2 separate regions of the Gossypium hirsutum genome follow, and region 1 is linked to region 2. The links are chromatin contacts, called in public Hi-C maps. All regions are on one chromosome and are shown on one strand. Each heading gives the region's core, a stretch centred on a gene start, on an enhancer-like site or on the middle of the called end of the contact. The rest is flanking DNA. Distances are from core to core; before and after follow the strand shown. Region 1 has its middle 12 kb from the start of LOC107897151. Region 2 holds the start of LOC107949577 (F-box/kelch-repeat protein At5g60570).

Region 1 (3,516 bases), core at 473-2,972, 35 kb after region 2:
ATTCATTTAATCTTGGTTTATTTTTTAGTCAGTGCTAATGAGTTTGTTTTGCAGTAGTTTATTTTTTCAACAATCACACCCGGAAGCTATTGCGCACAACTACTTTGGATGAAATGAATGTTGTCTAATTATGGTGTTCCAACTAATGTTCTGATAGTATATTGTGACAATACCAACGCAATCAACATTTCTTAAAATCTAGTGTTGCACTCACAAACCAAGCATATTAATATAAGACGCCTTAGTAAGGGTAGCCCATTTGGCAGTTTGCTTAAAAAGGGAAGATAGTATCTAGTTGTTGATTATTTTATGGTTGTTGCTACATGACTATGATGGTTGTTGATTTCTTATTTCTTAGGTAGTTTTTAATTTATTTTCTCATGTTGATATTTCAAACACTCTTTTTCTTGCTTTGGTGGATGAGATTGATAATTTATTTATGAATTCAGTTATACTCCATGCTTACGATAATATGAACACTTTTGTGATAATGTGATACTCAAAGTATGCATGTTGAATGGAGGAGTTTCTATTTGAAGCATGGTGGTATGATTAGGGGGGAGACATTTACCAATTTTGTACTATGATAACTTTGCAATAGTTTTATGATAATCATTTGTTAAAGGGATTTGTCAAAATGTCAAAGGGAGAGATTGTTATGAACTTTAACCGGCTATCCCCATGTTTCATTATTTGTTCAAACATCAAATAGAATAGCAGTTTAGGACAAATAAAGTGTCTTTGTTTGTTGGCATTTGTGACTTGCATGATTTTTTTGAATGGTATCTAAACAACAAATGATTGATGGTTCGTGCAACAAAGTAACCTTATATTTGGTGATTTATTCTTATCCATTGGTCGAATTTTCTAGAGTGAATGAGCAATTTTAAATGGTTTAAAATCTTATCCTTATTCATAAAGTTTTGAATTAGTTTAAAATTCCTTGGTGTTGAAGCTAGATTTCAAAAATTAAAAATAGAGGTGTTTTTGTAGATAAAGTCAATTTCGGATATTCCATTGCACTATGTTGTGTGCTTGTTGAGTGCTTTAAGTCGAGTATTTACTTATCTTTGTTTTGTATTTTTGCACTTTGTTAGACGTTTCTTAATTTATTTTATTTGTGAGGATTTTTGAGTGAATGATTGTAATTGGCTACAATTATTCATCGTTGTAAGGGTAAGTTGAATTTTAACTAATAAGTTATCCGGATCAATTGCTGAATAAATTCATTCACGTAAGGTTCCACAAAGTACGATTGTTATATCTTAATTACGTTAACAAATATCGAGTCTTAATCTATTTCTTCCCGTTTAACTTATGTTTAAAACCTCTATTGGAGACACTTAACAAACTGAAAGTTTTTACAAAAATTGTATTGAAAATAATGTTATTTTTTCTCTTCCACTTTAAAACTTTATTAAAAATGAATCCTGGTTGAATGAAACCATTTTCAGTTCCAATACAAAATGGGAGAAATTAGAGAAATCAATCAAATGAATTAGATTGGGGAATCTTCAGTATTTTGCATTGATTCAAAAACCAATTAAAGAACGAGAGGAAGCAACTTGGCGTCTCATACCCCTGGTTAAAACCTCTACCAATCTCCCGTACATATGCCGCTTCAGATACTGTTTTCCTACCTTTTTACGTCCGTCCTTCCCCATTAGCTTCCTTGCTGTCGGGTTTTTCAGCATATACCTCAGATTTTCAGCAAGGACCCAGTTCCCTGCACGGCCCATTGGATGAAATAGCCCACTCACGTTCTGCTCCACTATCTCTTTTGTGCCCCCACCATCCGTGCCTAACACCTGTTCTCATAAATTAATACTATGTGTTTCAATTTGTCCCCTAAAATAAACAACGAAATCAGACATAATTTCCTTACCGGAAGACCAAATGCCATTGCTTCAACAGTCACTCTGCCAAACGTTTCCCCTACTCCCTGCACGTTATTAACATAAAAAGAATTGAGCGCACATCTATACTAATTTACTTCCAACACTAAAACATCCATCAACAAGCTATCCACCTGGGAGTTCATCACGTAAACATCTGCTGCTGCATACAGTGATGAGACACGTGTAGTTGCTGGAGTCCAGAGTACGGACTCTGACAACTTTGGATGCTGAGACAAGAACCGTAGAATTGCTTCAACATAAGGTACCTTGTTGCTTTTAGATCCAACAGAACCGATGAGTATTTTTACAGCTTGTTCCTGTTTTCTTCTGCTGTCAAACACCAAATTTGTACAAGATGCATCAGCATTGCATGACTTTTTAACCAAACCTCTTAAATGATGTTTTCTAGCCAAGGCTGACTCATCTAGCCTTATATCCAATGTTTTTTTAACTTGAGAACCAGTTCCAAGAGGATCTTGATCAATCATAAGGTTTACTGACTCAAGAAGCAAGAGTTGGCCCTTTCCAGCGTTTATGCTACTTAGAGACATCACAAGCATATCACTATCTTTCAAACCCAGCTCTTTTCTTACTGCATCTCGTAATAACCGCCTTTTCTCAATCATCTTTTCTGGGCTAGCCAATGGCGTGTTTAGAGAACAAGGGATTCCAGCAACAAAAGCCAGCTCATCATTAACAGCAAGTGGAACAATAGAAGGCTGAGATCTCAACTTGATATTTTCTTCTTGACACCAGTTAAGCCACTGTTTACTCTGCAATTCAGATAAGAACATGAGCATTTTCACCCGGTGTAGAACATGCTTTGACCGGTCAAAGTATTCCCTTCTGTTTTCCATAATCCACCAAGCAATTTGACTTCCTCCAGCTGGGAAATGAGCTATATATTGATCTGAAACCAACACATTGCATCTACATTACACCACTCTTAGGTATAAGGGAAATGACAATGAAACATAAGTTCAAGAGACCGACAAAAACCAATGAAAAAGTCCATGGAAGAGTATCATCTCAAGCATTAGAAACATGGCATACCGGATCATCTAACTGAAGGCATGCGTATTGTTTACTATATTTTCTAAGAAATAAAAGATGATCACCTTTTCTAGGAAGGCCTGAACAAGGCATATGGCTATCGAAAATAAACAGCAATATTGCAAAATTATTGAGACAGAAATCGATTTTCCTTTTGGATCATGTTATCATATGCAAATTTAGTATAAAGATGAATCATTAATCAAAATGGAAGCATTATTACACACAAGATATGGCATAATAAATCAACTTTCTTGTTAAATGAGAAGGCACTATGCAGCTAAAAAGTAAAATGATGCGACCTTGTAATCAATTATAGCTGATCTTCATATCTGCAAAAGCAATTACTCGGTTTTGAAGGAAAAATATAAACAATTTTCCAATAAATAACTCTCACCAATCCATGAAGCACAGACTGCTGATCCTGCAATCACAAGGTCTGCCTTCATAGCAGTTTTGAAGCTAAGATCTGCTCTATCTTCAATGACTTTGATCCTTCTCCTTGCAAGCTCAGACATCAGTCCTCCCTTCTTACTTAGAACCACAGCAGATATAGTGGCTCCAC
Region 2 (3,743 bases), core at 710-3,209:
GCCATAAAGAGTTTCCTAGAACTTGTCCATCCAATAACACACCAATAATATGGACAAGCCACCAGATAATGCAATCAAGTTGCCAAATACAGAATATTGCAGTCAAGCCATCAAATAATGCATATATACTGCCAGATAGTGTGGTTAAACCACCAGAATTATGCAAATTATTAAACTGCCAGAATCTTCCTCAGTACAATCATATCCCAACCCCATGCATGTGATATGGCACACAGAACATAATTTCAGTGGGCATGCTTTACATGCGATTTAGAATCAGTATAGTGGCATGCTTAACATGCGAATCAGAATTAGTATAATGACATGCTTAACATGCGAATTAGAATACCAACAAAAACAGTGGCATGATTATTTTTCATGCATATCCAATAATGCCATAAGTCACAATACATGAGTATCAAGAAATCATATAACATCACATTTAACAGAAAATCGTACAAACATATACTTATTATCACAGATCCGAAAGTTCAGAATCACTTAATTGAGATCCTCCTTTTTAACGGATTTTTAATCCATTTAAATACATAATGTATTTGTCCATTTTCGCGTTACATAATTTCTTAAGTAAATAGTTAATATTATTTACTTATTTAATTAACAATAATTTCAGGTATTTTAAGATAAATAAATCCTCACACCTGATTTCATGAATTCCAATGGTATCAACTCCTTATCCCACTCTAAAGGAGGAGATCGACCATTGAAGCATTAGTTTTTGAAAAAAAAATTCATATCGTATCAGAATAACGATATTTTGATGAATATCTCTCATTTAAGTGATTAAGTAAAATAATTACTTAATCGGCTGCCCAAAACGAACGCTTCCAAAATATGGAGTATAGATCCGGGATTTACGAATATCACTTCTCGAATGCACAATAAAACTTAATGTTAGAATCATCTTAATAGAGAATAAAAGTAAAAGAATTAATTGTGATCGGAGGATCGTCAATACTTACACAATATCGAGAGTAAGGAGGCTTATTTATTCCTACGATGATTCATTTAGAGAGGAGGGTCTTCTACTAACAAATAAAATAAAGATGAATTAGAAAGGTTGTCAATAAATCCTTTTAAAAAAATCAAAATATAATGTTTGTACATATGAAAAAATAATTACGAGATAAAAGAGAAGAGGATGAAAAACGGAGAAGAAAGGTGAAGGATGATGGTGGTACGGTGGCAACAGTTCGGCGGTGGTGGTGTGGTGGTGGTTCAATTGGCTAAAAGTGGTGGATGAGTGGAAGAAATATGAAGAAAAGAAGTGATTTAAGTGGTGAAATGGGAGAAAAATTAGAGAAAGAGGAGAAGCAAGGAGGAGGGGTGGCAAAAAGAGGTGGAGAATAGAATGAAGCGGCAAAAAGAGAGATGGAGAATAAAACGAACAAAACAATAAAAGTGTTTCATGTGTCTAGGTGCATTGGACGGTTAAGGTACGGTAAGGGAGGTAAAATGGCATGGAAAGGGAATTTTGGGAGTGAAAATGAGGTTATTGAGGGAATGTTGACCATGTAAACAAGGGAAGATTCTTCCCGAGCATGGCAACAATGGGTTGGATGGCAAGGGGGTTGACCAACCCCTTTTTAAATGCCAAAAATTCTAAAAAAAATATATGTGAGTAAAAGAAATTGAACCTAGGATCTCTAGAAATTAAATTTGGCACTTAACCACTTGATTACTCACTAACTTATTTATGAATTGACAAATTAATAAATAAAAATATGGGATGTGACAATTTAGTTTAAGGAACTTAAGAATTGTCAGCAACTTTAACATGACCACCATGACCCTTTAAGGCTCCTTCCGCTCTAGACAAAAACCCCTTTGTACCCCGAACCTCGTCCTTTAAGGCCCAGATATCCTTCTCCCAATTCACCAAGACCACTACCCTCCGATAGATTTTTAATTTTAGGATCCGAATTTTCTTTAAAATGCATAGCAGAATGCTTAACGGGATCCAACATTCCGTCATTAATTGGCACCACAATTTCAACCGAACCCTTGTAGGAACGATTAATAAGCGAAGCCGTGATCGACCAAGGACTAAATGGGAGATTCGAAACCTTACCATTCTCCATCATGGAACCAATATTGGGAGAATTTTAAAAAATATTACCAGCAATTTCGGAATCCAAATGAACTTTATTATTCTGACCTGAAACAGGGAAATTATTATACACCATATTAAAGGTAGATTGGCCTTCCTGATGAAGCGCAGAATCTCCCAAAACAAGCCCAAGCTCCACCCCAACAGAAGAGCCGCCCAAACTTGAAGTGGCAACAACACCCTCCAGCCTAGGCCCATGCTTAGCCATGTCAGTTTCTCCAATTCTTTTGTTCTGCCCAGAAACGCCATTTACACCTGCTTTATGTGTCGAACCCTTATCCTGCCTAACCGATCCACTCTCCAAGACTTTGTTGTCATTAAAATCTGCCTTACACTTGTTTCTAATGAAGCCCTCTTTTTGAAATTTGAAACCCTAAAAATCTATCAAAATCTCAACATCCAACTCTCCTTCCAGAATATTAAATCTAGATCCAAAAAGATCTTTCTGGATTTTTTGCTTTTATATTTCATTTCTCGTTGGGAGCTCTCCATGATTTCTGATTCACAACCATCCATGGCCCAAACGCCTCCTCTTCTTTCCCCTCGATGTTACCAACCGACACCACCTCCTTCTCCCTTGGGTGATCCAGATTATGAGGACCTTCATATGGCCATTCCTGCCACAACCAAAACAAATCAACGGTAAGGCCTCATATTCTACTCGTTGAACTGTTCTATTTACCAGAATCTGAGGGATCAGTGGTTTGTCAAGGTTAACATAAATCGCCATTTGAGCAAATCTCCCCCTCGACCTACTATTTCTATTGTAGTCGAGTTTTTCCACTCTACCAATGAAACCGCCAATCTCTTCTAAAATCTTTCTCTTATATAGAAACCCCAGCAAACCTGGCAATCTAATCCACGTCATAACAACATTTGGAAATAGTTGCAAGGGATTAAAATCTGGCATCCACGGTTGAACGGTTAAATATTGTCCGAACACAACACATGGCTCTTGTGTAAGCTCTTTTTCAGAATCATCGTTGCTTTGGAATTTCACCAAAAAGTACCCATGTTCCACATCTATAAGTTTAAACGGCATGGATGGCTGCCATAAATTATAAATCTTGTTTTGTAGGGTGGTATAGCCAATGTTCCTCCCCCAAAAGCTTAACAACCACCATGGTAGCCATCTCCTTTACCAGAATTCGCTGAACCCGATTAGAGAACATTATTGACAGAACTCCATTAACAGTGGATCTCATGACATCTCTATCCAATAGTTCAAAATATTCCTCAAACCCCCTATCCGAATCAACAGATGAGTTTTTAGACCCAAGAGCTCCCCTACCCAGAAGCCTATCCTTCCAAGAAAGCATTGGCTCAGGAGACATATCTACGATCATATCAACGCCTTCCTCCCCATCTGTTCCCTTAAAGCGCACTTTTTTGGTGGCCCGATCTTCCGACGAGCGAAACCCACCACTATCTTCTATTGACATTCTCAAAAGTTAAATGTAAGTGTTTATTGAAACTTATTATAAGTTTTGATTTCCAAAACCAATAAGTTTTCTTAATTGAACTTAATCCAAAGCAAATATTTAGGTAGCATTTTAATGGGGGACTGTTTTGTTCATATGGATTTAATTTTCTTATTTTTCCAATAAAAAAT

The links. Hi-C and Micro-C count contacts between places; a contact is called where the count stands out from the background.
Region 1: a Hi-C map of leaf shows a contact between it and region 2, with 2.2 times the contacts expected there. The contact joins the enhancer-like site here to the promoter of LOC107949577 in region 2. A contact is called at or near these places in 13 of 34 Hi-C or Micro-C datasets (anther, callus, hypocotyl and 2 more).

The regions. Positions count from the first base shown.
Region 1 is chrD03:14,419,374-14,422,889 of Gossypium_hirsutum_v2.1, forward strand. It overlaps a transcript of LOC107897151 not described here. Among protein-coding and RNA genes, the nearest start is that of LOC107897151, 12 kb to the right of the region's middle. Within about 2 kb of position 1,723, at least 3 of the 9 cell types and tissues checked have an H3K27ac peak or open chromatin away from gene starts, as enhancers often do. A contact at or near this core is called in hypocotyl and leaf, where this site is marked.
Region 2 is chrD03:14,383,815-14,387,557 of Gossypium_hirsutum_v2.1, forward strand. It overlaps LOC107949577 (F-box/kelch-repeat protein At5g60570), which reads left to right and starts at 1,960. Exons shown (of 4, transcript XR_005911225.1): 1 at 1,960-3,743.